2 separate regions of the Mus musculus genome follow, and region 2 is linked to region 1. Evidence: chromatin contacts called from public HiChIP or PLAC-seq data. All regions are on one chromosome and are shown on one strand. The core of a region is the stretch at or near the end of the contact, and the rest is flanking DNA. Distances in the headings are between cores, read along the strand shown. Region 1 has its middle 11 kb from the start of 2410004B18Rik. Region 2 overlaps Lpar3 (lysophosphatidic acid receptor 3).

Evidence for each region. HiChIP or PLAC-seq counts read pairs in DNA pulled down with a chosen protein or histone mark.
Region 2: an H3K27ac HiChIP or PLAC-seq map of trophoblast stem cells shows a contact between it and region 1, with 10 read pairs. The contact joins two enhancer-like sites. A contact is called at or near these places in 1 of 39 promoter capture datasets (hippocampal neurons), 1 of 484 Hi-C or Micro-C datasets (large pre-B cells) and 2 of 115 datasets of contacts at active chromatin or transcription factors (the 230-238 cell line and trophoblast stem cells).

Annotation. Positions count from the first base shown.
Region 1 is chr3:145,945,897-145,952,061 of GRCm38.p6, forward strand. No RefSeq gene overlaps it. Among named protein-coding and RNA genes, the nearest start is that of 2410004B18Rik, 11 kb to the left of the region's middle. Within about 2 kb of position 4,320, at least 183 of the 459 cell types and tissues checked have an H3K27ac peak or open chromatin away from gene starts, as enhancers often do. A contact at or near this core is called in trophoblast stem cells, where this site is marked.
Region 2 is chr3:146,249,312-146,255,486 of GRCm38.p6, forward strand. The region is part of intron 2 of Lpar3 (lysophosphatidic acid receptor 3); the gene reads left to right. Among named protein-coding and RNA genes, the nearest start is that of Lpar3, 31 kb to the left of the region's middle. Within about 2 kb of position 4,635, at least 42 of the 459 cell types and tissues checked have an H3K27ac peak or open chromatin away from gene starts, as enhancers often do. A contact at or near this core is called in trophoblast stem cells, where this site is marked.

The DNA.
Region 1 (6,165 bases), core at 3,070-5,569:
AGAGGCAGGCTGATCTCTGAGTTTGAGGGCCAACCTGGTCTACAAAGCAAGTTCCAGGACAGCCAGGGCCACATACACATTTCCATATCTCTTGGAAAATAGATAAAGAAAATGAAAGATCTTTAGAGTCTTAAAGTAAAGCAGCAAGTGTAAGCCTGTATCCTTCATACAAAACTAGGTTTCAAGGGCTAGGGGTGTGGCTCACTAGGGGCGTGGCTCAGTGGTGCTTGTTTGCTGTGTGCAAGGTCTACAGGGACCTGGGTTCAACCCCTACCACAGACAGATAATGTAGGCATGTAGTGTATGTCTGTCTGTCTGTACGTGTGTGTGTGTGTGTGTGTGTGTGTGTGTGTGTGTGTGTGTGTGTGTGGTGTGTGTGTGCACTTGCGCATGTGCATTCAGCATTTCACTTGTTTGCTTGAGGCAATGATGGGTATCAAACCCAGGGATGCACATTTATGTGCAAGGAGCTATGCCACCCAGCCCTCACTGTGTCTCGAAAAGTCTCCAGGTAGCCACAACCTTTCCTTGAAAGCTGTTCGGTTTCCTCTTTCATTTCTAATTATGGCTTGTGTTTTAAAATCATAGCACCTAGACACCAGCACCCACGGGACGTATGAGAGCAGCCTTCCCACAACTGATGCTGTCTCTGGTGTGAGCATTGCTTTGCTTTTTTAGGCTCATGAAATGACAGGCTTAGAAGCCAGACTTGGAATGCCACTTCCTGCAGGTCTGTAGTGCTCTGCTCCACGGGGTCTGGAACTCCCTCTTTGCCTGTTTACCATTTCCTGAAAAAGGGAAAGGAACAGAGGAGTTGATGCCATGTGTACCATTGAAGAAAGAGAGCTATTCTCCTGGCCCAATTACCTCCCTCTACTCCTAAAGGAGACTCCCATCCTAGCAACCCGCTGTGGCAAGCCTTGCAGTTTTGGATTCCTGTTTTAAATTTAGAACTCCACTCCACAGGAAAGTGCCATGGGATAACTAAACAATCACTTCCAAGTGAGGAAGTGACTGGCAGCAAAGGACAAGCAAGCCGATGTGGGAGTAACTCTAGGGTGTCAGTACTTGGGAAATTTTAAACCCCTGGTTGCTTTTTTCCTATTTTTCACTTTCAAGATACAAACACACACACACACACACACACACACACACACACACCACACACACACACTCACACACACACAGACACACACACAGAGACACACAGACACACACACACAGACACACACAGACACACACACAGAGAGAGACACAGACACACACACACACCCCTGTGCCCTGTGGCTTTCTTACTACCCACAGGAAGTTCCCATCATTCCTCATCACGTTTAGCCTTGAGGCCTAACACTAACAAGAATGAAGTGGTCCAAGCCGGGGCGGTGGTGGCACACACCTTCAATCCCAGCACTCTGAAGTCAGAGGCAGGTGGATCTCTGAGTTCAAGGACAGCCTGGTCTACAGAGTGAGTTCCAGGACAGCCAGGGCTACACAGAGAAACCCTGTCTTGAAAAACTGAAAGAAAAAGAAAAGAAAAGAAAAGAAAAGAAAAGAAAAGAAAAGAAAAGAAAAGAAAAGAAATGTGGCCCAAGAGCCCTGCCATAGAATTTCTTCCATACATCTGGAGCCTGCATGTCAAGTTTGTAAGACAGCTCACCCTACCCTCTCCTTCCTCCTCCTGATTGCTTTTATCCCTCCTCCCCTTCTCCTCCAGCTCCTCCTCTCTGCATACTTCTCTCACTCCTCCCTCCTTCCCACTCCTCCCTCTTCCTCCTCATCCTTCAATTCAGCTTAATTACTTGAGTTCCCCGAAGCTCCCTGCCCTGCTGTCCCTCCATTAACAAACTAATTAGTGCAATTATCTGTGCCGTCTGAGGCTACAGATCAGTTGAAGCCTGTCATTGAGGTTAACAAATGAGAGGGTTAATTTTTCCTGAATGCTCCATAGTTGGGAAAGAAAATAATAAGCCCTTGTATTTGTGCTTTTGCGTTTTCAAGCTCCCTTCCCGTGCCTGGCTGCCACCCAGAAGAGGGGCTTACTGTGGGTTTCCAGGCTGTCTGAACCCCAAAGATAAGTGGCTGAACTCTGAACTACAGCTTGGAGTTCACTACTACACACCAACGGGCTCCCAGACTAGCTGCTTCAGGATGGGAAAGGATTTTGGTGTGTTTGAAAATAGATTTCAGGGCTGGAGAGATGGCTGAGAGGTTAAGAACACTGATTGTTTCCCAGAGGTCCTGAGTTCAAGTCCCAGCAACCACATGGTGGCTCTCAACCATCTGTAATGGGATCGGATGCCCTCTTCTGATCTGTCTGAAGATAGTGATGGTGTACACACAGCATAAAATCAATAAATCTTTAAAAAGAGAGAAAGAAATAGATTTCCAGGTCCTCTGGAGCCAACCAGAGATGCTAACTTAAATAATTCCGTGGTAAATGGCTTTTTCTAGATAAACTGTATTTTTGTGTATTTTAAACTGTCTTAGAGGGTGCTGAATTCGCCCAGTGGGTTCTGGCTGGTTATAAGCTACCTGGCTTTTCTGCTCTTTTTCCACTTATGTTTGCACTGTAACCCTAGAAAGGCGATCTCGTGCCACCCTGGCCAGGGAGCTAAGGCCCAGCTCCTCACTTCATCTGCTTGCCCTGGGAGTTGATTTCAGAGCATACAAGCTGGCACTGAAGAGAGTGGCTTATGGAGCATTCAGATTTTCTTGTTATTTTCAGGATTTCAACTCATTTTCCAATGGGAATTGTGGGAATTTGGTGAGTAGTGAGAGAGAATGTGTATCAGTGGTCTCACAGAAATGTCTCAAGCTAGGGAAACAGCCTGTGTGCCACAGAAGCACACACACAAAGTCTACATGCTTGTGTTTGGGGTTTGCTGTTATTGTTTTCCTACAAATATATTTAGTCTTTTCAAAAACCAGAACATTTACACCCAAAATACACCTTATTATTCCTAAGTCCAGTTGCTTCAATTAATTCTCATTATATCAATGTTAGATATAACATTGTAATATTAATAGTCACAAAAGTTTTCCTGATAATGAAAAATGATAATTGATCACTGTAGATGTTCTAAAAATAGACACAGGACCCTGTTTCGAAAAACCAAAAAAGAAAAGAAAAGAAAAGAAACAGGAAGCAACTATAGGCAGAAAATCTACTATTCTCTTAATTTTCTACATATATCAGGTACATAGATATGCTAGACAAGATCAATATTCTTTTATTTAACATTTAACCTTTTCAGTCCTGCAAGGATTTTTCAAAAATCTATTTTTGGGGTGCTAGAGAGATGGCTCAGCCGTTAAGAGCACTTGCTGCTCTTGCAGACGGCCTAGGTTCTGGTCCCACCACCAATATTGAATGGCTCACAACCATCTGTTCCAGGGACTCTAGCACCTTCTCTGGACTTTGAGGGCACCTGCATGATTATGGTGCACATATATAGATTAGGGCACGTATGCGCACACACATGCATGTACACACACACAAAATGGTTTTAAAACTATTTACAAGTATTCAAGTTCATTGTATCATAATTTATCATTTAGTTACCAGACAATAAAGCTTCTCAAAAAAATTTACCACAATAAATAACACTATAGTGGGCATTTTAAGTCTTTGGTAAGAGTGTTGATCATGAATTTGCCTTTTTTAAGTTTTCAACATGAAATCATAAACGCTTAGAGTTCTTTGATTGGCTTGAATTTGTGCTCCTAACTTCTTCTCCTGTTGGGGGTTGGCGGGACCTCGAGCTTAGTCTCATGGAGCTCAGGTAGTCTTCTAAGTACCTGGTGGAGGATGACCTTAAACTCCTGATCCCCCTGCCTCCACCTCTTCCATTTGAGGGTTATATGAGCCACTATGCCCAGCTTCAGCTAACTTCGTGAGGCTACATTTGAATAACCGCTTTCAATGTTTCTGTGCACCTTGAAATTCTAAATGTTAAGCTTCCTACCACAAACTACCTCTTTGTACCAAGAACGTGGCGTTTCTTCTAGGCCCTCTTTTAGCTCTTCCCAAAAACCATGCTCCTGTTTTTAGACCGCTTCAAAAGCGGCCCTCGTCTGTGCTTCCGTTGAGAACCTGGTCGTTTTGCTTTCGGCAATAGAAATCGATGACTGAAATGGAGGAAAGACAAATTTGGAGTGAAAAGAACACTCCAGAAGAAAAAAAAAAAAAAAAAAAAAAAGCAAGTAAACCGGCCCCTCCCCTCCACTCCCGCAACTTTTATTTTACTAAAACAGGGTGGCAATTAGCAGAGACAAACCTTAGGTGGAGCTAGAGGCTGCTAAAAAACTGGCAACTGCCTGGAGCGCTAGAGCATCCCTTAGATCCGGGTTTTCCTTGCTGCTGGAGGCAGCCTGAGCTACCCCGAGAAGAGAGTACAGGCACTTCTCCCCGCTCCTACAGAAGGATGCCACCTGCTCATCCCGGTTTGAAGGGCTGAGGAAATCTCTCAGCCCCAGCTCCTGATAGAGTCTGTCTGAGGGTTAAAAAGCAGTGCCCAAGAGAGGATCTCTCAGGAGGAGTAACAGGACCCAGTCTCCCTCCTAGCCAGGGAATCACATTTCAGTCGCCTCCGAGCTGGCCGCATCTGTCACACCTGCCTAATTGGCTTATGACATCTGCAGAGCGCAGGAGAGCCTTGCATTTCATATGGGAAGCAGCTGGGGCACTGTGAGTCTGAGGCCAGCTTGAGCTAGAGGGCAGGTTCCAGGCCAGCATGCGCAACAGAGTGAAACTGTCTCTAGAAAACACAAAAATCCTACAACACTCTTGAAGGCAGGAAACAGCAAAAGTCACCATCCTGTCAGAGATAAAACCCGCACGAGTCTTCCTCCTGACCCCTCCCCCAACCCCCATGATGCTTTCTTCTTCACCCGCCCCTTGCCTTATCTTTGAAACATTTTCTTATGAATGAAATTCTCCCAGTTACTGAAGTCGCGATAAAAGCCCCTCCTTAATTGCCCCGACCGGAATGGAAACAGCAGTGTGTTTGTAATGGCTTCCCTGCCATTACAGTGTTATCATGTTGGTTTACAGGACAGCAGTGTATACTTAAAAATCACAATTATTACAATATAAAAGTAGGTGAAATAGGTTTAAATTTGCTCTTTTATTAATACAGGGACTCAATGTGTAGCTCATCACGGCCTCAAACTTCCTTTGTAGCACAGGTTGACCTCAAACTAGGAATTCTCCTGCCTCAGCCTCTCAATGCTTAGTAAGCATCCTAGCTCAGTGCTGGGATTACAGCCACTGCATGTGGCTTAGGAAAATATTTTCCTGACTGTTTGGCTAAATAGAAAATCCAACCTACCTGAGACCCTCAGCCTCAGCCTCAGCACCCCCTTCAGCCCTGAACCCCCTCGGCTTGTTTAACTCTTCCAGGCCGGGAACATGGCTCCCTTTTCAGCACCCTTTAACCACACAATCATGAAGTGCTCATTCACTGACAAGCCCTCTGGGTTTCTCTTCTCCTCAGTTCACTTAAGATAAAAGAAGTTGCAGAGAGAGAGGAGACAGCAGTCTGTCCTCTGACTGTACGTTAAATGTCCCCAAGGGCTCACATGTTGAAAGGCTCAGTCACCAGCCTGTGTCATTACCAGGAAGTGGTGGTGCCTTTAGAAGGCAGGACCTTGTGGAAGGAAATGATGTCACAGGCATTCGTCCTGAAGGGACCCCCCCCCCCCGGGGGTCCAGATCCTTCCTCTCTTTTGCTTCCCAGCCACCGTGAGTTAATGACTTTGCCCCGCCGTGTACTTAGCACCATGATGTTCTACTTCACCACAAGCCCAGAGGACAGGGCCAAGTGACCACCAGCTGAAAACCCTGGACCATGAGCTAAAATGTGCTTTTCTATAAGCCAGCTGCCTCCAGTCTTCTGTCACAGCGATGGAGTCATCTTTACGTTTTCGACTGATTAAGTCCCCTACTCTCAACCCCTCTCTCCTACCACAAAGCGATGCACTGTCTCCTTTTTGTCCTTCCTCCTCCTGTTTTCCCTAAGGTTTCAAAGCCAGAGCCTAGATCCGCCCCCTTCAGTGTCCTCCCCTTTCTGGCTGACTAGAGTGTGGATGTGCTAACCTCCTTTTGGTGACAAGCCCAGGAAAGTGATTCAGAGACACGCTGAGAGATGACTGAGTCCCCGAGAG
Region 2 (6,175 bases), core at 3,385-5,884, 300 kb after region 1:
ACACATTGTCTCCCTCATCTAGGGTCCCTTGTTTTCAAGGGTTCCTACTGCCATTCGTAGAATCGGGAGATCTCCTGGGTCTGAGAAGAACTGGGACCAGAACCCAAGCCTTTAACATTGTTCATATGCTCCGTCAGTGAAATGTCTTTGCTCCATTGGATATAAAGAAGAGAAGGTAGGGAGGTGAGAAAAAATAAAGGAGAGAGGAAGGGAAGGAGGATGGGTGCAGGCAAGCGTGTGAGTGCAGTGATGCCCATGAATAGACAAACACACATGCACATTCTCACATGTACACACATGCACACATACATGCATGTACACATACACAGTCACACATGCACACACATGCACATTCTCACGTGTACACACATGCACATTCTTACGTGTACACACATGTGCACACACATACAGTCTCACATATATAGACATGCACACATACACACATGTACACATATACATATGTGCACGCACACACACACATAACATGTACATACTTTAAAGCAAAAAGGCCAAAGAAGCAAACCAAGGTTATATGTTTTGTTCCAGCCCTTGTGGTCTCGCTTAGTGCTGATGCTCTGTGACTCAGGAGCCTGCGTGCAGTGTTTGCTAACCGTGTGCCCCAGCAATCAAATACTCAAAGAAGAAAAGCATGCCACAGCATTGTCCTGTGGAATGGCCAGCTTGCTGTCATTCATGACCTTTCCTCCAGTATCAGTGTGCAGGGGCAGGGACTCATATCAGATGGCACACGACAAAACCGATTCAGAGTGCAGCTAGCAAAGCACCAGGGTAGAACTGAGTTTGGGACATTTGTACTTTGTCTTGAGGTCATTGAGTAACTGTTGACCCGGATGCTTCCTGGTGCAATGGGACTCTGTGGGTTGGAGGAGACGTTTGTTCTCAGGCAGGCTGGGGACGAATGAGTGCAAAGACCCCTGAGCAGCTGCCCCAGCGATGTCACTGGGCTTGTCCCCTCCTGTATGTGTTCATTTCCCTATTAGTGTGATTAGACACCTAAAAGGTAACTAAGGAAGGAAGGATTTATCTTGCCCATGGTGGCAGGGGTGGAAGGGTGCTCACCCACATCTCAGAGGACCAGGAGGAGGGAAAGGAGACTGGCACTCGGGCAACTTTGGCCTTTCCTCTTTTGATTCAGTTCATGGGATGGTACTGACAGTATTCAGGAGAGGTCTTGCCTCTTAGGAGATTCTCACCCCTCTGTTGATCCTCCCTGGAAATGCCATATACACCCAAGGGTGACCCTCATTGGTTCCGTAAGCATTCCTTAATATAATAAAGATAGCAATTCAGATTAATCCTCCACACCCCCCTTCTTAGGGAGTGCTAGGCACCAAGAAGGCCACCATGTCTGCCCTGTATCTCTGTGTCCCACTCTCTTCGGTACCTTCTCCTCCACAGCTTTGTCAGGAGTCTGTCTTCTTTTGCTTCTCGCCATGAAGCCGTTTGTCGTCCTGTTCCTTCCTTCTGTTGGCATCTCAGTGTTTCAGATGCCTCTCTTGGCAGTTGGTTCAATGCTCATTCGTTCAAAGCATACCCTCCCTCCAGGCCCATCGCAGCCCAGCCATCTCCGTCTGTTTCTTCCCATACTGCCCCACGAGCACCCCTGTATTAAATACAGCCAGCATTGTAAATCCTCTTTCTTGCCCCTTCTTTGGATTTGCCTCTGACATCTTGTTCTAGAAACCCGAGAAGGCGTCAGCTCTGAGTAACCATTGGGTATTTCCTGTGTGCAAAGGATAGAAGCACGTTTTACATTTTACCTTCTGAGGACAAGGTTCTGGGAAAATGGCACAGAGTTGCAGAACTCTGTAGTCTCCTCTCTGGGGGCTTGATTTCTCTCAATATGGTTACTACTACCCACCACTCAAGAGCCCCGCCCTCTTCAGGCTAATTTAACAGGTAGGGTATTATAATGAACACATGCTGGCCTGAGGTAGAATTTTATCAAACTCACTTTAGCATTATAACATTTGGAAAATTCAATAGGGGACTGCTGTGTTCAGCAGGAAACTGGGCAAGAATGCTGGGCAGAATCAAGAACAAAGGATGTCTTCTGGAGTCACAGCCCATCACAGATTGAGAGACCAAGATGTCTCAAATAAAGGACAGGAGAACCAAGAAGTAATAACTAGGGACATCTCAAGTGAACCCTCTTCCTGCTCCCACCTTTTTTCCTTGATTTCCATACTGTTTCTGTGAGCTCTATAATGTGTCAGAAAAAAATTCCTATGGCTTTAAAGAATCTATAACTTTTAATCATGCCAGCTTAAATTCCACCTTGTAAATCATTGTAAATAAGTATTGTGGTCAGAGCTCAGGGCTTCCTGGTTCCTTCTTGCTACAGCAGGTCCCAACCTCATATCTTGAAGCAAGTTACCTGTCTCGGAGGCCAAGTAACATGGATGCACAGGAGTCTAGTAATAGGGCTTGCCAAATAATTGTGGGCCTTTTATCTTTTTCCCCTGTAACTTTTCTCAAAAAGAAGAAGAGTTCAGTATGCATCTTCATATTCTAAACATTTATCGACCGCCTCTGAAGACCCGGCCTCTCCCCCAAGGACACTCTGTGTGTGCCTTGTGCTAATGTTTTATGGTTGTCAGGGGAGGACGGAGGCTTATGACTCAACAGTGTGTCATATGAGAGGTCACGTTAAGTCAGAGCTATTCTGTGGGGCTATCCCATGCCTGACTCACAGGAACCCCAAATGATGAGTTTATCTGAGGAAACGTGATGCTGGCCCAGAAAACATAACTAAAAAAGATGAACCAAAGGGCCAAGCAAAAGGCCCCAAGCAGAAGAATACTGCAGACATGGATGGCTCCTGACAGAAGTGGGATATAAGTCAGTTCGCACTGGGAGAAGACAGGCGTATAGATACGCACTCGGCTAAGAAGCCACGCCAGGGCTGTGGGTGGGAAGGGAGCTGGGCAGACTGTTTACAGAATAATGTTCTAAACAGTAGTGGTGTTCTGTCTGTAAGGCGTCCTGCAGCCAGAGCACAGAAGGTCTTGCATCCTCAGCTGATGTGTTACTTGCCCATGTGCAGCAGAGATCAGGCAGGTAGTGGGAGCTGGGCCTGAGTGGGGTGTGATGATGTAGAGAGGGCATCTCCTGCGGCTCTCCTGGCAGACCATATGCTATGCAGTGACACGCAGATCCCCTTCTCTGCTTCCATCTCACCATAGGAGCTCTGCACTAATAATAGATACGTGCTACTACTATGTATGGCTTTACATCGTTTCTGGGGATTTGAACTCAGGTCCTCATGCTAAATGCAGCAAATTCTTTACCCATCGAGCCTCTTTCAGCCCCGACTGTTTTACTCCTAATACCAACTCGGTGCAAAGCAAACAACAAACAGACAGAACACAGAACTTTATTTAAATGAGTACCACACTGCACAGATCTTGTACAGCCCTGGAGAGAACACGTCGCTGCCTCCAATTTGAGAATGAAGACACAGTTTGAAAGAGGTGGAAAGCTGGGCGGTGGTGGCACATGCCTTTATTCCCAGCACTTGGGAGGCAGAGGCAGGCAGATTTCTGAGTTCAAGGCCAGCCAGGTCTACAAAGTGAGTTCCAGGACAGCCAGGGCTATACAGAGAAACCCTATCTCGAAAAACAAAAACAAAAACAAAAACAAAACAAGAAAGAGGTGGAAAACTGTCCTAGGTCACAAGCCAAAAGGGCCAAGAAGCATCCGTTTGAAGTCCACCCCCTCTGTCCCGATCTGTGCCCCGTCAGATTGTGCAAGCCCAGTGCCTACCTTCTGGGCCTAGAGTGTGCCTGACGAGCCAGTGGACGCTCTTTTGAGGTTCTTCTGCACGAGTCCTTTCCTCAGCCCCAGGCCCAATGCTGTGGGGTCTGGCTTGTGTCACTGGAGACCTGTCATGCTAATGCCATGACAGAATGGCTTTCCTTTCTGCTTCTCAGTCAGGATTCATCTCTGTCTCCGTGGAAGGACTTAACGTCTAGAACAGGATCTGACCTTTCTCACTGACCATAAGGCACGAAAGGAAATATTTTTGTTAGAGTTGTGCCTGGAGGTTGAAGGATCTCCAGGGCTCTGTGTCCTGGATCACGCGGTCCCCTCCTCAGGACAGCTTGTCCTGTGGACAGGGGTTACATCAGGGGAAGAGGAAGCCCAGAGGATGTTCTAGAAAGCATGAAGCCATTTCTTTTCTTTCCCTGCTTCCTTAGTTCACTCCCATGCCACACTGCCCCCTTATGAAGAACAAGTCAAGATAGAAACTGAAGATATTAAGGAAACCACAAGAGTGCTTTACGGCAAATGTTAAACCCTTTAAAGCATTGGTCCTAGTGACCAGCCCTTGGTGGCCTGGCCATGAGACTGATCTCTGAACCTTAGGTAGACAGGGCTAACCCTACCAGGAGCCAGGAGACTTAGAGCTCATTCAGTGTTCTTGCTGTGTGTGCTGGCTAGTGTTTAATCTCCTTGATTTTGTAGTCCTTTCTTTTCTCAGGGTGATATCTTTTTCCTTGTCTTCAAGCCGGAACACTGACAGCAAGACAGTGGTGCGGTGGGGCTGGGAACTCCCCATGTGATCCTGACAGCTCAGAGGAGTTCCTGGGATTCCCTTCCCACATTCCTGGCATTTCCAAGCTGGAATCACCAAGGAGTCAGGGCAGATCCTTCCTGTTTTGTTCTCAGCTTGCCTCCTGGGTCCAAGACAAGGCTAAGGAAAAGTTCTGATCAGCTCCCCTTATGACTGAGTTTGCCTTTAAGAGCCCCACACATGAGCCTTGGACCAAAGTTCAGAACTTTGTGTCCAGCTGGAGCAGTTCCTCCCTTGCAGGGTCAGGGTCTCCCTCCGCAGGAGAGAAATGCCTTGGGCTCCTTGTTCCTAGGGCTTCCTACAGTGTAGCCTGGTGTCCTTGCAAAATCTGAGCTTCAGAGCCACTGTGCTGGGTTTGTTTGTGAGGGTAAGCAGGCTGTTCTTCTGGGATTGTGAGACTGCTTACATCTGCCTGCCTGCTTCCCTCCCTTCCTTACTGAATTCCTTCTTCTTCCCTTTCTTCCTTCCTCCCTCCCTTCCTCCTTTCCTTTCTTTCTCCCCCTCCCTCCCTCCCTCCCTCCTTCCCTTCCTTCTTTCCTTCTTTCATTCCTTCCTCCCTCCCTCCCTCCCTCCCTCCTTCCCTCCCTCCCTCCCTTCCTTCTTCCCTCCCTCCCTCCCTCCCTCCCTCCCTCCCTCTTCCCCTCCCTTCCTTCTTTCCTTCCTAGGTTTGTGTATGTGTGTGTGTGTGTGTGTGTGTATTCATGTTTGTGTGGTTTTACGTGTACACTTGTGTACATCTCTATGGAGGTCAAAGATCAACCTCAGGTGTCATTTCTCAGAAGCCATCCATCTTGGTGGGGCTTTTGTGTTTTGAGATCAAGTCTCTGACTTTTCCCAGGGATTCACTGATCAGGCAAGGCTCTAGCTGTCTCTGTCCACCCAGGGCTTTCATGCCAGGGTAGGTGGATTTTTATGTGGGTTCTGGGAATTGAACTCAGGTCCCTGTGCTTACATGGAAAGCACTTTTCTGAAATGAGTCATCTTCCCAGTCCCCAAGGAGTGCTTTCTGCTGAGACTCGGCTGAATAGTGCGGGTTTGAGGTGACCCCAGCCCTGAGCTGCAACTCTTTGGGTCTGGACATTGCTCAGAAGATGATGATATCTTTTTGGTAGAATGGACTGATGGACTGATGGACTGATGGACTGATGGACTGATGGCTGATGGGCTGATGGCTGATGGCTGATGGGCTGATGGGCTGATGGGCTGATGGCTGATGGCTGATGGCTGATGGGCTGATGGCTGATGGGCTGATGGACTGATGGCTGATGGACTGATGGCTGATGGACTGATGGCTGATGGGCTGATGGGCTGATGGGCTGATGGGCTGATGGGCTGATGGGCTGATGGGCTGATGGACTGATGGACTGATGGCTGATGGACTGTCAGAGAACAGGGAGGGTCTAAGACAATCAGTGTTCATTTGTGGAGTACTGCCTGCGCCTTTGCCCGTGTGCATTGACTCGAAAGGGAAAGAAATATCTCTGTGCTTTAAGGCCGATCATGGGATCACACAGAGGCTCCTAGGTCTCTCAGTTTGTCCCCAGAACAGTGCCAGAAACCAACCATCGGGTTCTAAAC